2 separate regions of the Rattus norvegicus genome follow, and region 1 is linked to region 2. A link is a contact called in public Hi-C data. All regions are on one chromosome and are shown on one strand. The core of a region is the stretch at or near the end of the contact, and the rest is flanking DNA. Distances in the headings are between cores, read along the strand shown. Region 1 has its middle 150 kb from the start of Id2. Region 2 holds the start of Id2 (inhibitor of DNA binding 2).

Evidence for each region. A called contact is a pair of places that touch in the nucleus more often than the background predicts.
Region 1: a contact with region 2 is called in a Hi-C map of Schwann cells, with 3 times the contacts expected there. The contact joins the enhancer-like site here to the promoter of Id2 in region 2. A contact is called at or near these places in 3 of 12 Hi-C or Micro-C datasets (Schwann cells, kidney and mammary epithelial cells) and 1 of 1 datasets of contacts at active chromatin or transcription factors (oligodendrocytes).

What each region holds. Positions count from the first base shown.
Region 1 is chr6:47,621,872-47,628,603 of GRCr8, reverse strand. No RefSeq gene overlaps it. Among named protein-coding and RNA genes, the nearest start is that of Id2, 150 kb to the right of the region's middle. Within about 2 kb of position 3,908, at least 10 of the 93 cell types and tissues checked have an H3K27ac peak or open chromatin away from gene starts, as enhancers often do. A contact at or near this core is called in Schwann cells and kidney, where this site is marked.
Region 2 is chr6:47,466,434-47,472,807 of GRCr8, reverse strand. Id2 (inhibitor of DNA binding 2) reads left to right here and starts at 1,813. Exons shown (of 3, transcript NM_013060.4): 1 at 1,813-2,224; 2 at 2,515-2,578; 3 at 3,390-3,646. The coding sequence starts at 1,877. The coding sequence ends at 2,571.

The DNA.
Region 1 (6,732 bases), core at 2,659-5,158, 150 kb before region 2:
AGTACACATGCCAAGACTACTAGTCCACTGGATGGTTGAGAAATGTTTGTCATTGAAAGCTGTTTCACTTCCTGCCCTATGCCTCAAAGCAGCTCTCTAATGAAGTTAGCCTTTTCTGTCGCTAACACCGCTGTGTGGATGCCCCATGCCTCCTGATTTTCATTTTCAGAACTGGGTTACGATAATGGAACACTTGGTTTCTATTGCTTACAATTAAACTTCAAGGCAGTCCAACTAAGGAGAGGAGGATGGGATATCAGGATGAGAGTAAGTGGTACAGAATGAGAGGGCCAGCCACTGGGGACAGAGCCAGCAGGCGGCAAGGACAATCGTTCATCCTGCTCTACAACATTGACCTCTGGGAAACTGAGTCCTTAGACTTTCCGTAGACTGAACAGCTAGCACCAACCCCCAAGAACAAGGGTCACCTCAACTGAAATGCATCTCTGCTCACTAAGGTCAGCCTATGACTTCCCCCAGTGACAGACACCAAAAGTAATACCCAGGATCGCTTTATATTCTCCAAACACTGCCATAGTCCTGTCGCTAAAGCCTGCTGGTGGCTGGGAGATCCTGTTGCTGCTAAAATCTGAGTCCTTTCATTGCTCACAAGTGTCTAGCTAAAATACAGACAGCTGCTATGTCTTGCATGCTAGCTCCATGCCAGGTACATGATATACAATGTACACCTGCTCATTTAATCTTCCCATGGCTCACTGCTGTCTCTCCTTACAGATGAGGAAATGTAGGCACCAAGTGGCTAAGGGACTTGACCTGGGCCAGCTGCTAACACAACTCTACCCCAGGGGTATGTGAATCCAACCCTGGGCTCCCTGTTCCCAGCATGCCATTCCGGGGCTTTCTGGTCTACCATTCTGTTTAAGAAGACTCCCTTGCCAGTGGTAGAGGTTCATTCATTCTTTCAGCAAACAGTTCGTGAAAGGGGCTCCCACATTGTAGGCCTTGGAGGTGAAGAGTCGAAGTACTAGAGTCTCCTCTGCCAGATGAGATCAGGCCCGTTCAGGGTAGCAGGATCTAGCTTTATTTGTATCAGAAAGGATTCCAGGTCCCTAACCTCTCGTCTTGATCTTTCAGTGGTGATTCAAAACCCTACCTATGAATCTGTTATAAACACCTCCCTCACCCCAAGCTATTTGTAAACTGTGGTGTGAGACATTTGTTTACCTGATAACCTCTGTTCCCTTGTTCCTTGCTAGAAGAATCCTCTCCAGGTCAGAGAGGCCATAGACCAAGCCCGGAGTGCTAGGCGCCATTGGTCAAGGCATTATTAGCATTCTGACTGCTCTCTCCCAGCCTCCCTAGTAGCTAGCAGCAGAATAGTACCCAGCATTGGCCAAGAGACCAAAGATATGGGGTGACTGTATACACAACTTTGTTTTCTGTATACAAAACTTCGTTTTCAGGATAAAGTGGGTCTCCCATAGCCTTCATCCTGCTTTTGACAACTAGGTCTGTAATAACCATGTACCAAACAGTCCATTAGACAGTTACAGGTCAACACTGAAGTGGAGCCGCAGAGAGAAAGGTCTCTAATAGATGACATCATGCCCTGCTTTTCTCACCCCCACAGTAGCCACGCCCCCACACCACCTGTCTTCCTGCAGCATCCTGCTTCCTTCACGGCTCCCTCAGGTCAGGAGCCACATCACAGGCCTGAGCACACGTGGGCACTTTGAATAACTACAGGTCTCCTAGAACCAAAGCGATTCCAAAGTGTTCAGAATGACAATTTCACAAGGGAAGGGGAGCCCGCAGATTGCAGGTTTGATGTGGCTTTGACAAAAAAGCAACTCGAACCAGTTGAGCAAATCAGGCTCGATTTGTGGCCTGCTTTCCTTGACGGCATCTCCTAAAAGCACAGCTTAATGACTCCATGAACAGTTGTGCTTTTATTGGATAAGCATAGTAAAAGTGTACAGAATAACTCTCTGCTGAAATGGAGAACTCTTTGGCTGCACCTGAACCAAGCTCATTTGTGCATTTTAAAACAATTTGCACTTGGCCTTGTGCTGTGCTGTTCTTGCCCGCACTGCCTCGATGGTGCCAGTGCAGGATTACTCTGCAGTGGCGCATACACTCCTTGCCAGGGCAGCCCCATCACCCATATGCCCTCCTTCCTGGACAAGTCACCTAACAACAATGACACTGGTCTCTCGAAAGGAGCACTGGGGGGCGAGCACTTGACAGCTTCTGAGTAGTTGAAGCGCAGAGGCAAGGACGGTAGTGAAGGGTCCAAATGGAAGTTTCCAGTGAAGCCTTCCACTGGCTGTCATCTGGTCATCATATCTTGATGGCAATGATAATGCTGATGATGGTGATGGTGTTAGCCTTCCTAAGGCCCTCCCCTTCTCAATAGGGGCAGGGAGAATGTCTTTGCAACTGTTCATTGTCCTCTCCACTGATCAAAGGCACTGAGGCTGAGGTGCATGAAATCTCCTGAGTAGACTCAGGGTTGGAAAGATGGCTCAGTGAATAATGTGTTCACTATACAAATATGAGGACCTATGTTTGAATCCCCAGAACCCACATAAAGCCAGAAATGGTAGCATTAATCTATAACCCCATCACTTCTACAGTGAGATGGGAGGTATACGCAGGAAGATGTTTGGGGCCCATCTTTGCCTAAGGCCATACTTACTTGGGAGCCTGGAAGCCTGGCACACACAGGAACAGGCAATAAGAGATCGTTTCACATGAAGTAGAAGGTGAGGACCAATTCGCACCGGAGGTAGTCCTCTGACCTCCACATGTGCTGTGTGGCACACATGCGCACATCACAGACAGTCAAGAACGTTGAGGACTGTCCAATGGCCACTTCCATATTTGCTTTGAAGAGAAGAAAGCAGACATGGTCCAGTCTATACAAAACCAAGAGACTCCCATAACCCTTTCTTGGTACAGGGCCAGCAAGTTGTAAAATAGAATTCATAAATTTATCCAAAGCTTTCAGAAGTGCATGCCAAACGCCATCTAGGACCCTTTATCTGATGAGAGACCACACATACCACATGGTCACATTCAGGAATGCATGTACACACACGGGCCAGTTGCTGTGTAGGGATAGAACTAAACTCTTACTCTCTCATTTAGATTCTATGTGTGGAATTATTCACAAACTCATAGATGAAGCAAGGCCTTAGGAGATAAAGAGACTGTTTATTGATGGGCCTGGGATGCCAGCTCAGACTTGGCCAGAGCCACAGTGTACTCCTCTCTGTTTCTAACTGCCCTCTGGATCCATAAGTGGTCTAGAGAATGAGGCAGAAGCTGAGAGGCCACATTCTCACTCTGGTCCCAGATATCTGGGACCAGTAGCTTTGGGGGCCCACCTTTGCCTAAGTCCGCAGCACCAGGGTGAGGGACGGACCTCCAGAGGTTTCCACGAAGGAGATCCGGAACGACACATGCTGCATTCTCACTGGCTGAGTCATTTCTGTTAGTTGAATCAATTTGAAATATTTTCTAGGTCAGACATCATTATAGGAAATTCAGGGAAAGCAGAGCATTCTGGGAAAGGAAAAGGAAATTGGTTACAAATGTCTCTTGGCCAGATAGAGCCATTCTTCAGACTTAGTATATTCTTCCCTACACACACACACACACACACACACACACACACACACACACACACACACAGAGGCAGGCACACTTACAGACAAATGCATGCACATGCACACACATACACACACACACACACACACACATACAATCACATAGATAAACAAATACATACAGCTGTGCATGTATTAATGGTGGAGATCAATCCTGAGAAATGGACTTTACACAATTGTGTCTTTGTGTAAACTCCCCAGAGCATACTTACACCAACCCAGCTGGAACAGTGCTGCAGGCCTCCGCTGCACGGCACAGTCCTTTTCTCTTAGGCTGTGCACCCATACAGCATGGTGCCACCCTGGATGCTGTAGGCAGCTGTAGTGCAATGTTAAGCATTCATGTATGCAGCCAAGTTTCTGATGACAAATGCATAAGCAATTTAAGCAGTGGGTTGAACTACAGAGAACGTGACCGTGCTGCTGCTGGCTGCTACTGGAATTTTCCAGCTCTGTATTAACCTTATGGGCCCAACATCCCACATGTGGTCACTAGCCAGAAAGTTCATGTAAGAGTCAGTCTCTCTCTCTCTCTCTTCCTCTCTCTCTCTCTCTCTCTCTCTCTCTCTCTCTCTCTCTCTCTCTCTCTCTCTTCCCATCCCTTATCTTCATGAATTCATATAAATGCCATGTCTACATATATATTTGTTTTTACACATTTTATTAGATGTTATAGTTTAAATCTAATATTACGTTAACATCTTTCCCTATCATTAGCCACTCTTTAAACTGATTTAATTTTTATTTGTGTGTTTCTGTGCATATGCATACATGTGCATACATGTGCATGCAGATGCACTTGGAAACCAGAACTCAATGTCACATGATTTCCTCTATCATTGTCCACCTTATTTTTCTTTGTGTGTGTGTGTGACAACATCGCTCACTGAACTTATGCTCACTGATTGGCTAGACTGGCTGTCCATCAAGCTCTAGTGATTTGTCTGTTTCTGCACCACCCCCAAACATCCCTGCCCCCAGCACTGGAGTTACCGATGTACACCACCATAACCAGCCTTTACATTGATGCTGGGGAATCTGAACTCAGGTCTTCATGCTTGCAGACCAAGTCTAGACTCACCAACTGGGATCTGTCCCAAGCCCCTAAATCAATTTTAATAGCTTTAAAATATTTTATGTATGCAAATAACAGAATTTATTGTTGGTGCCTCTATCTTAGACATTAAAATTGTTTATTTCCCATACATTTAAAAATGGAACTCAGTGCTCACAGACCTGCCCGCTCCTGAAATGAACTCCTGGGAGTTAAAGTGCCGAGCTGGGATAGAAACATCTCAAGTCACTGATCAACATTGCCGACTTGCTGTCTGGGAAGGCATTCTGTGTCATGCTGTCTTTGTCCCTTCTTGGGTGGGACAGAGAGTGCTGTAGAGTTCACATAAGAAAGAAGGGATTTCAGCTGGTAGATCTGAGGTCCACATGGCCACATCCTCTCTGAGGGAGTCAGTACTTGAAGATATGCTGAGTGGTATATTTAGTGCATGGGGACAGGAGGACAGATAGGTGACCAGAGGTGTCTTTATCAGCTAGCCTTGGGGAAGAACAGACACAGACTTGCTCAGTAGACATAGAGAGGCTCTGGGGAGCAGACCTGCTTCAGCCATAGAATACTCTGATAGGGGCCATCCTCCTGCCTCTGCAGGAAGCCAAGGCCTTCTATCTTATAAAGGTAGGAAGTATGGGTAACCCACAGGGTGACATCCTCCCCAGCAATAATGGCCTTAAAGAGGACAAGGACAGCTTGTTCATTTGTGGTCAGCAGCCTTTAACAAGGAGGAAAATGCAAATGTCTTGTTTCAGCAGGTACCCCAGGCTGGAGACAGGTGGGAGCCCCAGGGTGGGGACGATACTACCCCTTATGTGACAGTTCAGACCCAACAGTTTTGAGCTACAGACAACAGTTTTCCTAGGTTTCTTCAAAGTTTTTAAGCGTTTCACTATGCTTTCTAAGACTGACGGACCTGACATGCATTCAACGTGAGGTGAATGGCAGCCATGTGGGGGATGCTTTTCTTGATTCATGGGCTTTGGTGTGGGACAAGGGATGGGGATACCAAGGTGGCAGTTGTCAGATCTCAAGTTCGCTTCTCACTCACAGCCTCAGAACCCAAACTCTCCTGAACACAACATCATTTAGCAACTATAAGATCTGTGAGCCACTGATTGACTGCATCATAAACTGGGAGCAGGATGGGTAACTCAGTGAGGTTGAGAAATCCCAGTTTAGGCTTCCTAAACATATTATTGCTTATTTAAGATTGGCCTTGTTGCCAGAAATTAACAAATAAAAATGTATTTTGACTCTTTAAAAGTGTACTGGGAATACATAAATCTACTTTTGCATAAAAGTAGAGCTTAGTTATCGATATGATGGTGAGAAATGAAATATAAGACATTTCCACAATGTTTAAGGCCTAAAGAGTGAGTTAGAGGCTGGGAAGATGGCTTGCTGGGTGAATCACTTTCTACACAAGCGTGAAGATCTGAGTTCGAGTCCCTAGAACCCTCATAAAAGATGGATGCCATAGCATATCTGTAACCGCAAACCCCTACAAGAAAGACAAGAGGCAGAGGCAGGAGCTCATAAGCCAACCAGCATGGGTAGCCAAAAACAAAAAAGAGACCTGTCTAAAAAGGTTACCCTCTGTCCTTGACATGCATCACATGACATGGTGGAGCTGGGAGAGTAAATTAGAAGTCTAAATAACCCAACTCGTGTAACATTACCTGCCTGAATCTTCCTCTTTAAGCGCCTATCCAGCCATCCACTTGAAAGCATAGTTACCAACTACCAAATGCATATACTGTTAGCACGCAATCTTAAACTGTGCAAGCTCTGTGATGTGGGTGATATTGTTTTTCCCATGCAGACGACTTTTTTATTGTGGTAAGAACTCTCAATATGAGATTGCCCGTGTTAACAGACATGTAAGTATTCCAGAAATTACTGCTCACGAGCGGTCCAATGTCTATAGTTTATCCACTCAGCTACAGGGAAACCTCCTGCCAGTCCCTTGTCTCTTCATCTTCTGGTATTCCATTCATCGAGTCTGTGAATGTGGTTACTTCCAAATGCCGT
Region 2 (6,374 bases), core at 564-3,063:
CTGCACAGCGCTCATTATCATCCAGCCCAGGGCCTTTCTGTTGGAATAATGAGGCTGGCACCGGTGCTAACATACGGTGTCCTTGGAAAAAGCTAAGAATGCGTCAGTACCGCAGAGATGCAATGTCCAAGAATCATAAGTAATAATTTGAGAATCCCAGAGATGTTTGTTTACATTGGCTATTATTGTAAAATACTCAGAGTATAACATCATGAACCAAAAGTGTCAAAACAAAATCTGTTCCGCTGTGGCACGTATGTGACAGAAACACATGCACACAAAGTACATCAAGAGGCTCGAACTGTGGGGGGACTCAGATAGTAAATCACTACCAGCTTAATAACAGGACAGTTGTCAATAGAACACTGTCACTGAGTTTCAGGAGGCAGTGCAAGCCTTGTGCAGATTTCTCTGCAGGGCAGAGAGTCCTGCAGCCTCCAAACTGAGATGGCCGGATTTTACCACCACTACACCACCGGACTCTGCCTCCTTAGAGAGAAGCCCTGGGGCACATGGCTGTCACGTGGAGGTCAGAGACTGCCTGGCCCACCAGCTGAGGAATTAATCATTAATTGAAGGGAAAATACTGTTTCTTCACCACGGAGCTTTGCCCGGATTCTGCATTCTTTCTCTTTATTGCATTCAGAGGATGTGGGAGATTGAGACCAAAAAAACCCTTTCTGGGCTTAAGATAAATATTGTTTTCCTCTAATACACGACTAATATACAGTAGTCTTCAGCAGAACAAGAATTCAGAAATTAAAGCGTTGGAGTCAAGAGCTCCAAACTTTTTCAAAATGTAGCTGCATCTAGGAGGGGTGCTGAAAGATTCCAAACCTCGTACGTAACAGAATTTTCTTTAAAAACAGCGATAAGCTGTCAGTCAGTAGCTAGGACCACCTACCTGACAAAGAGCTTCCCAAGAGCTGTAAGTGCTGGAATGTTGACACCAGAAATCACGATTTGCGCATAATTAATCGCATCACTTTGCCACCTACACTGAAGGGCACAGACCAAGGGCAATGTATGTAAATGTAGTTCCAGTGTGCAAACCCCACTAATGACCTTCGATTAATGGAGTCATTATACTAACTCTGCCTCGTTCTCGAGGAGGAGGGGGGGTCCCGGACGTACCAGGTCCCTCAGGGCTCCTCTGTGGTCTGAGGGAGACCGCACAGTGCTCCCTACAATTCGTGTCACTGAGTTTCCGAGAAGGCCTCCCGCGTTGCTCCAAGTTGCAAAATCCCACGCTAAACCTGCCGTGAATGTGTATGTGGGTAGGTTTCCCGCCCCTCCTCCCCTTAAATAGCTTTTGCTTTATCTTAAAAGAAGGAACTCCACAAATGTGACTTCCCAAAGGCGCGCTTCTTTTCCCTTCTGCCACGGTCGCTGTCTCCCTAACGCTAGCGACCTGTGACTTCCCGTCTGCTGTGCTGAGACCGCGGGGCTGCTGGAAACCCTGGGGCGGGGATAGCTAGCTCCGGGCACACCCCCGGGGCAGGGGTCCTGCCAGCTTTGGAAATTAGAATCAGGAGGGCACAATTGCACACTCAGGCCCCCTGGGTGCCCAGCGCACACTGTACTCAATTTACCACCCCAGCTGGGCTCTCGCCCGCTCCTCCCACCCCACGGGCATTGGCTGCGAACGCGGAAGAACCGAGAGCTCTCACTCACCAATGGGAGGATTCGCCTGGTATGATGGACGGCACCCCTCCCACCAATGGCGATTCAGGGATGCCCGATTGAGCGGCCAGGGCGAGTGCACATAAAAGACGCCCCGCCCGGCTCGCGCTTCATTCTGAACAGAGCCTGGTGCGGCGCAGCCACCTCAGCCCCCTGCGGCGGCTCCCTCCCGGCCTTTCCTCCTACGAGCAGCATGAAAGCCTTCAGTCCGGTGAGGTCCGTTAGGAAAAACAGCCTGTCGGACCACAGCTTGGGCATCTCCCGGAGCAAAACCCCGGTGGACGACCCGATGAGTCTGCTCTACAACATGAACGACTGCTACTCCAAGCTCAAGGAACTGGTGCCCAGCATCCCCCAGAACAAGAAGGTGACCAAGATGGAAATCCTGCAGCACGTCATCGATTATATCTTGGACCTGCAGATCGCCCTGGACTCGCACCCCACTATCGTCAGCCTGCACCACCAGAGACCTGGACAGAACCAAACGTCCAGGACGCCGCTGACCACCCTGAACACGGACATCAGCATCCTGTCCTTGCAGGTGAGACTCGCTTGCAAGTACCCCGCTGCCCAGATGCTCCCGGTCGTCCGAAACTGTCACTCTTAAAGCCCATCGTAGAGACAGGTTCATTAACTTTATTTTTAAGAAAACTGTGCATTGAGCGTCATGTAAGAAATCGCTACTTCTAAGTTCTGTGTGGGTTGCGTCTGGATCTGCATTGTAGCATGAACCTGTTTAATGGGACTTGTTGGCACTTTCGTAAAGGGAGGAGGGGGCTACCTTCCTTTAAGATTGCCTAATATCCTGCTTTTTATCCTCTTTCTCTCCAGGCGTCTGAATTCCCTTCTGAGCTTATGTCGAATGACAGCAAAGTACTCTGTGGCTAAATAAATGGTGAGTGTTTGCGGGTGCCTCCTGTGTGCGCGCTTCGGTAATGTACTTGTGTGTCTGTTAAATGTTTGGTTTGGTAAATGCATGCTTACTTCACCGTGTTACGGGTGCCGCTTGTCCTTCCAGAGAGGCATGAAGGGGCTTGTCGCTGTGGTTGCTCCGGATTACGGAACAGTTGCCGAGAGAGAGAGAGAGAGAGAGAGAGAGAGAGAGAGAGAGAGAGAGAGAGAGAGAGAGAGAGAGAGAGAGAGAGAGAGAGAGAGAGAGAGAGAGAGAGAGAGAATGAATATGAATATAAATGCCAGTAACTTACTATGAAGGTGTCAGGACAAAGTGTTATTGGCTTTTATGAGCCCAGTGGTGGTGCTATGAGGTACTAACCTCAGCTCTAATTAATCTTATCGCCACAAATTCCATAGTGTTCTCTTCCCCCAAAACTGAAGTCCTCTGAGATTTCTCTGGCTAGCTGAAGACGGCTACCCGGAGCCTTACCCCTGTGCTCCGGGATCCAGCTTTCCCTATCTGTTAACCAAAGGGCTGTTTTCAATCAAATAATTGTTACAAGAAGCAGACTGGCGCCTGTGAGCGCGCTGTTAGAGATCCAAATGGGAGACTGGGTTTGGGAAGTTTTCCCCTTGAGTCTCTGCTATTTTCATGTTTAATTTGTGCTGTTGGGGCCGGGTATGTGCGCCGCATCTGGACGCCAGGGTTTGGTTAAAAGCTCAAACTGTGGCTTCCTCTGGCGCCAGGCTGCCCGCCCCTGCCCTTAGGTTACAATCTCCTAAACTGCCTTCTCTCTCCCGATCTTTTGCAGGCATTTGGGGACTTTTTCCTTTTTTTTTTTTTTTTTTTATTTTTACTTTCTCTTTTTCTTTTGCACAACAAGAAGTCTACAGGATCTTTTAAGACTGTTGTTTTGTTCTGCTTTGTTATCAACCATTTCACCAGGAGAACAAGTTGAATGGACCTTTTTAAAAAGAAAACGGAAGGAAAACTAAGAGTGATCATCTCCCCCAGGTGTTCTCCGGCCTGGACTGTGATAACCGTTATTTATGAGAGACTTTCAATGCCCTTTCTACAGTCGGAAGGTTTTCTTTATATACTTATTCCCACCATGGGGAGCGAAAATGTTAAAAAAAAAAAAAAATCACAAGGAATTGCCCAATCTAAGCAGACTTTGCCTTTTTTCAAAGGTGGAGCGTGAATACCAGAAGGACCCAGTATTCGGTTACTTAAATGAAGTCTTTGGTCAGAAATGGCCTTTTTGACACGAGCCTACTGAATGCTGTGTATATATTTATATATAAATATATATATATATATTGAGTGAAACCTTGTGGACTCTTTAATTAGAGTTTTCTTGTACAGTGGCAGAGATAACTTTCTGCATTGAAATGTAATGACGTACTTATGCTAAACTTTTTATAAAAGTTTGGTTGTAAACTTAACCCTTTTATACAAAATAAATCAAGTGTGTTTGTCGATTGCTCGCTTTATTTCAGACAACCAGTGCTTTGATTTTTTTTTATGCTATGTTATAACTGAACCCAAATAAATACCAGTTCAAATTTATGTAGACTGTATTAAGATTATAATAAAATGTGTCTGACATCAATCCCTGGATTCTGAATGGTTTTTGAGATGTCTTGTGTTTGCAAGGGCTGCTCTGTACCCTTGACTTCCTTCTGATCTCTGGCCCCCTCTTCCACATGTGTATCCCGTGGTGGCCCTGTAGACCAAAACGTTGTTGCTGTTAGGGATGGGGACTGAAAACTCAACATACCTAGCAGGTTGGTTCTGTGTCTGTGCGTTGAGACAGGGTTTTAAGCGGGATTGTAGGGGGAGACTCCTTTAAGTTGGGTCTTTGACTAAGTTGGGTCTTTGACGTTAAGTATACAGTCTAGAAAGACACCTTTGAAGCAAGATCCAGATTTAGAGTAACGGGGCTTGGGCTGTCAGTGTTTACCCCTGGGAATTAAGCTGTTAAACCTGGCCGCGAACTCCAGAACTCCCTCCTCTCCACCTGTGGCTCACAGGGCCTGCCTGGGCCAACTGCTTTTCCAATCCTGTGGCTATTGAGTGCTTTCACCCTTGACTGCACTCTGAACTGCAAGGAACAGAGAAGGGAAGGTGAGAGAAAAGCCCCTCCCACTCACCAAAAAAAAAAAAAAAGGTATAACCATTTCCTTCCAGCCTGGGGGTAGGGGAGGGACACTGGGCCGCTAATTTGAATATGCATTCAATAGGTGCTTAGATTTATCTCCCAAATTGGAAGTGACTTGGTTGGGATGGGGTGGTTCTGCAAGGTAGTCCAGGGAAGACATGCACAACCTAGAGAAAGGATGGGACAAGAGATCCGAGTGTGTACGTCTCACCTGGTGCCACTTTCTAGGCCAAGCAGGTGTTTGGGTGGCGCCTGCTAGTCTGCCTTGGCTGAGGCGTTTCCTCTCCCCTGACACCGAATCCATCCTGGTGAGTGGAGGAGGGGCAGCTTCGGTTCCGGTGGTCCCCGCCTCCTTCCTGCAGGGCGGGGTTTTCCTTAATGAATATACCCGGGATGCACGCTTTGACCACTACACCTGGGCTGGAGACTGCCCGAGAGGCCCTGGCAGCCGCCCAACACACTACTCACCTGTTGCCTACTCTAGCTCCTGCATGCACACCCGGCCAACCCAGCATGTACTCTGTCACCCCACCCACCACCACCCTTCTGCCCCGCCACACACAAAAAAAGCGGGAGAGAAGTGTGAGAGAACAAGTCCGCGCACCACCCTTGCCGGTCCTCGGACTCATGACTGCCGGATCTCATCCTCCCCTCCGATGGCCTTGGGGATCTATCTGACCCTGAAGTACAATTGTGCGGTCCGAGCCGAGAGTCCTTCGGAACACCTGATGACTTCTAATCAGCCGCAGCCTGGGCAAAGTGGACTTTTGGAGGGGACCTCTAACTGCTGCTGGTCACGCCGTGGAGGCCGAGCGCCACCTTCTGGCCAATATGAGGATCGCTGTTGGTCCACGGTTCTGCTGTACCCGGGCGTGGACGCTAGCCATAAGCAGGTGGCCGGCAGCATTATCCTGACCGAGTCCTGGCCATGTTACCTTCTAAAAATGATTGATGTCATCTCTAACGACTCTGCCTCTAGCACGCATATATAGAGCCGCTCCACCTTTTTACTCCCCACAACCTATTTGCCAATTAGCATCTCACATTATGGTGTCTCCCACCTACCAGCTTGTGACACAAAAGTGACTGCATAGTTGTTAGATCAGAAAGTTTGGCTGCATTCTGCTCTTCTGTCCCTAACTTTGCCGTAAACGTTTATGTTTCCTGAATTGCTTCGTGCCTTTCAACCAGAACCCCAAGCATTACCATATCACAGTGGTTCTCAACCTGTAGGTCGTGACCCCTTTGAGATTGAACGACCCTTTCATGGAGTCATATATAAGATATTTACATTACGATTCACAACAGTAGCAAAATCACACTCAGGAAGCAGCGACGAAAACAATTCCACTAAGATGTAGGTCTGCGTGGTTCGTGCACATTTTACCTGTTTCAAAAACTCAGCTTCTAAATTTGAGCAATTTGAGAATTTTAAAAAGACTTATTTATTGTATGTATATAAGCACACTGTAGGAGTCTTCAGACACATCAGACGAGGGCATCAGATCTCATTACAGATGGCTGTGAGCCACCATATGGTTGCTGGGAATTGAACTCAGGTCCTCTGGAAGAGCAGTTAGAGCTCTTAACCACCACCGAGCCATCTCTCCAGCCCCCAATTTAGAGATTTTTAAA